Linked DNA regions of Mus musculus: region 2 is linked to region 1. The links are chromatin contacts, called in public Hi-C maps. All regions are on one chromosome and are shown on one strand. Each heading gives the region's core, a stretch centred on a gene start, on an enhancer-like site or on the middle of the called end of the contact. The rest is flanking DNA. Distances are from core to core; before and after follow the strand shown.

What was found. A called contact is a pair of places that touch in the nucleus more often than the background predicts.
Region 2: a Hi-C map of cerebral cortex shows a contact between it and region 1, with 2.4 times the contacts expected there. The contact joins the enhancer-like site here to the promoter of Myhas in region 1. A contact is called at or near these places in 4 of 39 promoter capture datasets (the 3T3-L1 cell line, hippocampal neurons and liver) and 4 of 484 Hi-C or Micro-C datasets (adipose-derived mesenchymal stem cells, cerebral cortex and myocytes).

Annotation. Positions count from the first base shown.
Region 1 is chr11:67,235,900-67,240,209 of GRCm38.p6, forward strand. It overlaps Myhas (myosin heavy chain gene antisense RNA), which reads right to left and starts at 1,382. Exons shown (of 2, transcript NR_146138.1): 1 at 1,118-1,382. Myh4 (myosin, heavy polypeptide 4, skeletal muscle) reads left to right here and starts at 1,913. Exons shown (of 40, transcript NM_010855.3): 1 at 1,913-1,934; 2 at 2,132-2,180.
Region 2 is chr11:67,665,608-67,669,950 of GRCm38.p6, forward strand. All of the region lies in intron 8 of Gas7 (growth arrest specific 7), which reads left to right. It also overlaps a transcript of Glp2r not described here. Among named protein-coding and RNA genes, the nearest start is that of Rcvrn, 28 kb to the right of the region's middle. Within about 2 kb of position 2,309, at least 39 of the 459 cell types and tissues checked have an H3K27ac peak or open chromatin away from gene starts, as enhancers often do. A contact at or near this core is called in cerebral cortex and hippocampal neurons, where this site is marked.

The DNA.
Region 1 (4,310 bases), core at 132-2,631:
ATGGTGATATAACTTAACACAATGACTTACAACACACAATTAACTTTTATGACCATGTAAGGTTTAAACGGTGTTAAATTTTTCCCAGATGTGTTTGCAATAGATAAGAAAATATATACAAACTCTCAGAATCCTGTATTTCCTCATCTGTGAGGATCATAGGGGGAATGCCAGCAAGAAGTGTTTATTGGACTGCTGAATAGCGCATCCAAAATACACCCTGCTTTGGAATAAGGCGGGCCTTCCCACATGTATGTAGTCATAAAGTACCAGGAGAGTACAAGAGAGCTCAGATTCCTTTCCTGTGTCCTCTATTTAGACATCCCTTGGACAAGCAAGCCCAGAGGAATGGTGTTCGCCCTCTATCAAGGTCACTTCTCTTCTCTTCCTGCCCATGATCCATGGTATTTTCTGATGTTTATTATTGTGGTCCCTGCTGGTTGGCACTATTGTGTCATTGTAGTGTCTCTGGGGTTCTCAAGATTGTAACTGATTAACGGTCTGATGATGAGGTCCGTAGTCAGTCTCTTTTAGCTACTAATGCACAAGTGAGCTCTCTGCCTCATTCAAACTTTCTTCTTTCATCTCTCAGATCTAGATGCTTTAAATAAATAATTATTACGCCTATAATAGTGATAGCTTGTAAAAGGGGTGACAAAATGAGTTGTGAAAATCTTAGAGGGTCAGAACACTTTTCTTTCCGGCTTTGAGCCTAACACTTGGGGTAAATCACTCACTCAGTGTGGGTGGCTGCCATGGAGGGTAACCTATTGTGTAGCATTACATGCAATGACAATTTAAAAGTATAAAAGATTTTACCTGCCAGCCTGTGAAAGACAAGTTCACCTGATAGAATTATAAAGCAACCATCTACTGAATTTAGCAATTTAAGTCAGGAGAACAGTGGTTGAAAATATCAGGCCAGATCACAGGGACAGTTAGAGTAGATTTCCTGTCATATTCAGCAACAGCTGTGCCTGTATCAAGTTAGTCAAATCCAACTCGGCCTTTCAAGGGCACCGTGGAGGCCGATCCACCCACCTTCTCTGTCCATGGGGAGAGTTTTGTGGACAGCATGCCTTTCCTCCCACCTTAAGTAAAAGTGTGTAGCACCCACCTCATTGGCGTCACCGCTAGCCTTGAGCCTTTGCCTGTACCCTAGGAAATCTTGTCTGTATCTCCTTCCGTGATGCAGCAGAAACACTCATGGGTATCACACAGCAGTCTGTTGCCCCTGCAGTGCACGAGGGAGACGTCTATGACAAACCCTCCAGAAACGGGCCAGACAAGTTCATCTCTGTCCTGACTCCCTCTCCTCTTACTACCAACCCCTTCCACTGCCTAATCTGAGAATTCACTTTCTTCCTCATGGTTAGACCTTCAGACTTTAGAAGAATCTATCACCAGTCTTTCTAAAACTCCAGCCCTTGCCTAAGAATTTTTATCTTAATATCTGTCACTCGGTGCTTCCAGTCACAGTGTCAGATCTAAAGTTCACTCCAGACTCCGTAATGGCTCTAAGCACTAGCAGATTAATTAGTCCCACTCGCCCCACACCGGGCTCGTTCCTGTGGAAACAGCTTTATAGGCACGAGAGTGAGTAGGGACCTGGCTTTGAATTCTGTGATGAATGATACAACACCCAAGCCGGGAGAAACAGCCTCCAAAAACCCTGGATCTCCATTCCCTATCAGATGCTTATAAAGAACCCTAGATCATCCCCTGTCAAATTATTTATAGATGACAAGAAATATTTCTAATTATATCCATTCACAGCCACAGTCAGTGAATATTGTGTAAAGAGATTGCCAAAAATGGTTTTGCCAAGTAGGTCCGCAGCTAGGACAGCTGAGGTGGCTGCTGTGTTTGCAGAACAGCCTCTATAAAAGTGAAGCTGGGGTGCCTCTGTCCTGTCCTTCCTCAAACCCTTAAAGGTAGGTATGTGTAGCAGAGCACTTGGCTAGCTGTGCACTCCTGATGGGAGCGGGTGCTCATGTGAGGGAGATGACTGTTCCTTCCCAAACTCTAAGTAATGTCGGCATCCCTGAGAGAGGCATTGCACACAATATAGCTCTAGGACTTTGTCATATAATGGGGGGAAATACCCAGCATCTCTTTTTTCTTTCAACAGTACTTGTCTGACTCAAGCCTGCCTCCTTCTTCATCTGGTAACACAAGAGGTAAGAGAAATTTATTATTACCTTCCAGAGAACAAAGGGCTCTCGCTATTGTTAAGTTTTAATGAGTAACTGTTTTATTTTCTACCTTATTATTGGGCATAGGAGCAACTGGTCTTCATAAGTAGCTTCTCATGAAACTTTGCCTTTTATTTTATTTTATTTTTTTATCTTTTTTTTAAACTTTGCCCTTTAAAGCCAAACAAATCTTTATGCAATTAATTTAATCAAACAAAACTTTATGCAATTCCTCTTTTGCATTTTGTTGGGAGAAGGCAACCCTCATGTATATTTAATATATGTAGAAAAAAAAACAACGTTGCACCAGAAGTCAAAATTCCTGGGTGCCAACCTAGGCTTTTCACCAATTCAACTCCTTGGGTCACGCCAGCTAGCTTTTACGTGTCTTCAAACATGTGTGTTGCAAGAGCATTAACACTAGACGTGGACTTAGACAGCCGGGCTCATAGCTCGTCACTGCCTTTTACCACCTCGGTGACCCTGAATGACCCTTTACCTTGCTGAACCTTAGTTTCCTCATCAGTAAAATCAGAAGGGCAGATTCAAGTCGGCTGCTAATGTCCCTCTGGCTCTTGTTGTCTAAGATCTAAGTCAGTGGTTGCCAACGACTCTTCCATCAATCAAAACGCTCAGTGGGTCTCCTGTCTTCTGCATGAGGAGATGTACATGAAGAACATATAAATGAAGAAAACTTGCTATGTATTTAAGCAAGTTCATAGTCAATATATTAGGTAATATCAATGTAGAAAAAGTAGCAAATCTATTGCTTCCAAGGGAATAAATGTTGCTTGTTGACACTGGAGGTGATACCACTGTGTGAATAGAGCCCAACACCACACAACAAAGTCCCTTGAAGGCGAGTGGCCTAAAGGTGACAAAGGACTGCTGAGGCAAGAGCAGAGAGTTAGTGTCCTTCCTGTGCCCCAGGATCTACTGCATAACAGCAATCACTAAGGCAGAGTAATCGATTCAAAAGTGCTTCACTTAAAACCCCACAAACAAGGTCATGGAATAGTGTTTGAAGGGAAAATGCTAACACCAATGTTTCAATATCTGTCCCTTGAAAACAGTTCTCAATTTCCACATCTCCCCATAAGACATTTGTTGATTCTAAGCTACAGCATGGGGAAATTTTTGTATCTATTTTGAGAAGAGATGCACTGATTCTAACAGTAGACTGAGATGTTTTATGGAAAGTCTATGAAAGATTAGAGCCTTTGTCATCACCATCAGTCACTAGCACCTGCATGCTCTTCCGGACTGCTCCTCTTCCACTCCAGAGGTCACCAGCTCTTACTCCGGCCAGAGAGGGAGTTATTTTATCTGACCAGGATTTGTCAGTTGGAAAAAAAAAGTTGTGAATTGGTTTCAGTTTGAAACCTCATAGTGGCTATCAGTTTCAGGAGAGAAATTAGAAAGGTGATGTTTTCAAAGAGAGAGGGTAAGAGAGAGGGAGGCCATAAGCCTGACGCAGTAAGGACCGGGCAGAAACAAGGGGTTGGGGGAGGCTGAAACAAGGGGTTGGGGGAGGCTGAAGCCAGTATAAACTGGCAAAGACAGACTTTGATAGGGGACCACTGGGCAGTCTCATTAAAATGTAGATGCTTTTTTTCCTTAAGTAATTCTTCAGCGTTATTTGTGCTCAAGTAAGAGTGACAACTTATGCATAGTTTAGAAACTGACAGGAGGGACTTGGTTTTGACCTGGAACAAAATCATTTTTCATTAATTTACAGTTTTCCTTATACTAATATTTTATTACTATCCATTGTGCTTATTTTTTTCCTTTATTTACTTAATTTTTGTTAGTTAACTACAAGTTTTTGTGCATAAAATATTCAACCTGAATTTAGATTTTTTTTCTTACATAAAAACTTAAGGATTTTGGCATTCAATTTTAACAGTTGTGGCAAGGGAAATGGCTATTTTTTTTTTTTTTAGACAGTATTTCTTTATTATGTAGCTCTGGCTTTCCTGGAACTATGAAGGCTGGGCTCGTCTCAAACTCATAGAGATCTGCCTGCCTCTGTCTCCCAAGTGCTGGAATTGAAAGTGTGTACCATCACACCAAGCAATATTTAAGTTTTAAAAAATAAGTTTATTAAGATGAAAC
Region 2 (4,343 bases), core at 1,059-3,558, 430 kb after region 1:
TCCATAGTCCAAGGGAGGCCCACAGTACTTGAGGTAGGCACTCCGGGCTCAGACAGGGGACCAACAACAAGATGGACACCCATGGCTCAAGATGGGTTTTCATGGCTCAGGATTCAGACTCATGGGTCAAAACTGGTACCCAGAACTAGGAGGTTTTGGCTTCTAATCTCAGCACTGTGGTGGCTGAGGAATGGGGGATTATAAATTTCAGGCTAGTCTGAGCTACATAGTAACACTCTATCACAACCAACAACCCTCCCCTCAAGTACTTCTGTTTATGGCTCAAAGCAGCACTCATGGCCTGAAGTCTGGGTGTCCACACTCTAGCTTTACCCACTGTGCATATTTTTGAGTGATCCAGGGCCTCCTAGGTGCTGGAGCACAGCAGAGACCCTCTGCACTGTGCCCTGCTGCTAGACAGCAGCCTCTGGGTACCCAGTTCTGTTCCCCTTCTTCTGGGTATCGGGCTTGGAGGAAACCGTGTCTGAGAATTACCTACCCAGCCTCTCAGAGTGCTTTGGAGAGCCCCAGGCCAGGCCTCATCTCCCTCTCCGATGGTGACAGTCCAGATGGGGCTTAGGGACACGTTGAACCCTCCCAGCCTCACAAGAATATTCAGTGGGAGAACTCCTGTAGGGATTGATGCCTTCTCTGCTGTCTGTCTGCAGAACCCTACCTCCCCCTCCATGATCTCAAATGACAGCCACTGTGGAAAACAGCTTGTGATAATCACAGAAATAGCACACATCCCCACTCCTTCCTAGGTCCATCCTCAAATGAATCAGAACCAGGGACTCAAACAAGCATGCTCAGAGTCACAAAGACTACGAGGCAGAAACCACCCAAATCCCATCAGGAGGTGATCAGCTGCAGAAGCTGTAGCATACTCACAGTGGATACCCGTGGATGCACAACGGGGTATCATTCACCCATAGAGAGGAATACCGAGACCCTCTACTCTATGGAGGAACCTCAAAAACGCGATGCTGAGTAAGAGAAACCATCCACAGTGGGTCACAGAGTATATCATTCCAGTCCTCTGAGATGTCCAGAATAAGCAAAGCCATAGAGACAAAGCCCATGAGTTGGTGGTCAAGAGGGAAATGAGGAGTGGCAGTTAATAGGTGCATCTTTTCATTTTGAGTGTGTATATGTCTGCTGCAGCTGCTATAACAAAGTACCACAGGTTGAGTAGCTTCAACTATAGGAATTTGCCTGGGCCTGGTGGTACACATCTGTCTGTAATCCCAGCTCTCAGGGGTGGGGGAAGAGGTGGGAAGATCATGAGTTAAAGGCCAGCCTGGGCTACACAGTGAGATCCCTGTCTAGAAAAAGAACAGAGGAAAAAAAAAAGCTTCTATTTTGTCTCAGTTCTAGAGACTGGAAGTCTAAAGTTAATGATCCAGTAGGGTCGGTGTCTGACATGGGTTCTCCCTGGGGCGACGGATGGCTAAAAATCACCTCTCCCCCTCTGTCTGGGCTGGCGTAAAGAAGCGGCCCTACAGGGACAATAATCCTATTGGATTAGGGCTCTGCCCTCCAATCTTAACTACTACTCCATCCCCCACATCCTTGGTCAGAGTTTTAAGATATGAATCAGAAGGCTAAAGGGGAGGGGGGTAAATCACAAACTTTTATTCATGACAGGGTGACAAAGTGTTTGGACTCAACTACACTGTGGATGCTGTAAACACTTTTAAGTTGCTCACCTTAAACTGGATGATATATCACGTGTGATTTTCACCTCAAATGAAAAACAGTCAAGGCTCTTGGGAAGTCAGTACCAACAGAGTCCTCAGAGGACCCCTCTGTCATCCCATCCTGCTGGGGTGAACTTCAAGAGTGGCCCACAGGGGTTGTAGTTGTGAGAGAGGTGTGATGGCGAATCAGCTCTAATCTGCCTCATGGCTAGAGTCATCCTGGGACAGAGATTTTTGCCATCTGAATATGGTTCTGATTAGGGCTTCACATGTGCTGACTGCAGCCAAGCCACCTCCTCCCCATCAGCCACAGGAAAACCCAGCAGGGCCTGTGTCCCTCTTCAGACCTGAACATGGTTAGCTGTCTCCTGGCCTCTCCTACTGCCTTCTGAGCCTGAGACAAGGCAGGAAGCACACGGAAGTAGCCCTGCCACCAGGGAATGTAGCTTCCTTTGGGTCCTTGGCATCACAGTATGGCTCTGGAGGGCTTCCAGATCCCACCCCCTTGGCTTGGGCTCCTGCCAGGGACATTTTGTCCCGCCAGCACACAGCATATGCTCCTAAGATAAGCAGCCTGCTCCTCATGCCAGACCCAAATGCATGGGCACAGTCAACCACACAAGCTCAGGTGCATCACGTGCACACACCCAGGCAAACCTTTACCGGCAGGCACAAAGTATAACAGCGCTAGATCCTGCATCTGCAACACGGCTCTGGACGTTTGGCCCGGTGCACCTTGAAGGCTTTGTGTGGATGTGGGGGCTCAGAGACCACAGGACAGATAGGGTACACTTGAGCTATCTGGCAACTTAGATGCCCTATTCAGATCAGCTGTCACAAGGCCCGTGCATGCTGGCGATTCAGCAGCCTTCAAGGACTGCCTTTTGCCTTTTGCCCTCTCACGTGCAGGGTAACGATGAAATGTGGGTCATTCTTGGCTGGCGGTTTTGACAGGAGCCTGCATTTTGATCTGTTGAGCCACAGACTATACATGAAGATAGAATACACCAGACAGCTTCTCATTTGCCTCTTTCTTATTAGATGCCATCTTTGAATGAGGATTTCTAATGGCTTTCCCCTAAACAATTAAAGTTTGTTTTTAATGAACACATATTCATTTGGACCTACAGGGCCAAGTGAGGTAGTTCTGTACATTTGAAGTGCCTTAGAATGCTGAGGAGCAAGGACATAGTAGGCATAGGGCTGAGGCCATCTGGTAATAAGGAGTGTCACCCCCTCCACCTGGGGCATGCTATCCCTGCTAGTAGGACTGAAGTCACTATCCAGGATGCGAATGGCCCAGCCCCCACTATCCTTGAGCTAACAGTCTCAAGATGCCATACCTGGCCTTAGCCAGTTACCCCATGTGCTCGGCTGGCAGCCGACTTACAGCCCTGTAAGAAGAGGCTTGGCCCCTCCCAGGGCCTTTTCAGACTGTATGTCCAGAACCTTCTGTGTGTCACTCAGCTCCCATGGCAGCACCACCTCACTCCTGCAAGAGGGGTGGCTTATTGGCTGTCAGGTTGAAGCTAGGATCTGCATTGAAACCCTGTATGCATGGCATGAGGTGATGGTCAGAGTTCCTTTTTACCATGCTGTCTCCACACAGTTCTCCTAACAGCTGCCTAAGGACCAGAAACAGAGCTCAATGGTTGAACATTTGCCTGCTACATGGGAGGTCCCAGGCTGTGTTCTCTAGTGAAATACACAGGCATGCCCTTGAGGCTCACCAGCCTGCCCTATCTGTGTGGCTTTGAGTCGGAGACCCTTATGTGCATAATTTATAAAGAAAAGAAATTGTTTATGGTTCTGAAGGCTAGGAGGTCCAAGACCAAGGAGCTAGTATCTAGAGAGTGCCTATACATTGCCCTAGCATGTGGCAAAAGCCACCACATGCCAACAGCAAGGAGAGAAGACCACTTCAGAGCACCCGAGCATTTTGTTATGGCCTCAAGAGACCCACCTCTAAGTATTATTTATTTATTATTATTTGTATGACTGCACTGTCACTGTCTTCAGACACACCAGAAGAGTACATCAGATCCCATTATAGGTGGTTGTGAGCCACCATGTGGTTGCTGGAAATTGAACTCAGGACCTCAAGAAGAGCAGTCAGTGCTCTTTTTTTTTGTTGTTGTTTTTGTTTTTATTGTTTTTTGAGACAAGGTTTCTCTGTATAGCCCTGGCTGTCCTGGAACTCACTCTGTAGACCAGGCTGGCCTCGAACTCAGAAATCCGCCTGCCTCTGCCTCCCGAGTGCTGGGATTAAAGGCGTGGTGGCCCACCACGCCCAGTTTCAGTCAGTGCTCTTAACCGCTGAGCCATCTCTCCAGCCCATGCAGGTCTGCAGGAAGGTGCATTCTCCTCCTCACAGCTTCCCAGATCCCAGACCTTACAGCAGATATGTCCACAGCATCATCACCCCAGATCCACCTTGTCTTTCTCTGATAGGACGCCAACAGCACACTTCCTTCTTCCAGACTCTATAAATGCCACTTGACAGTTTCTCATGAACACCCACCAAGACCAGGCTAGCACTGCCACCAGCTAGATAGAGAAGTAGATCATGAGGACCAATCTGCTAACTGCTGGCTTGGAACCTGGAAGCAGCAACTCAGGTGCCCTGCCCCAGCGAGCTGTCTT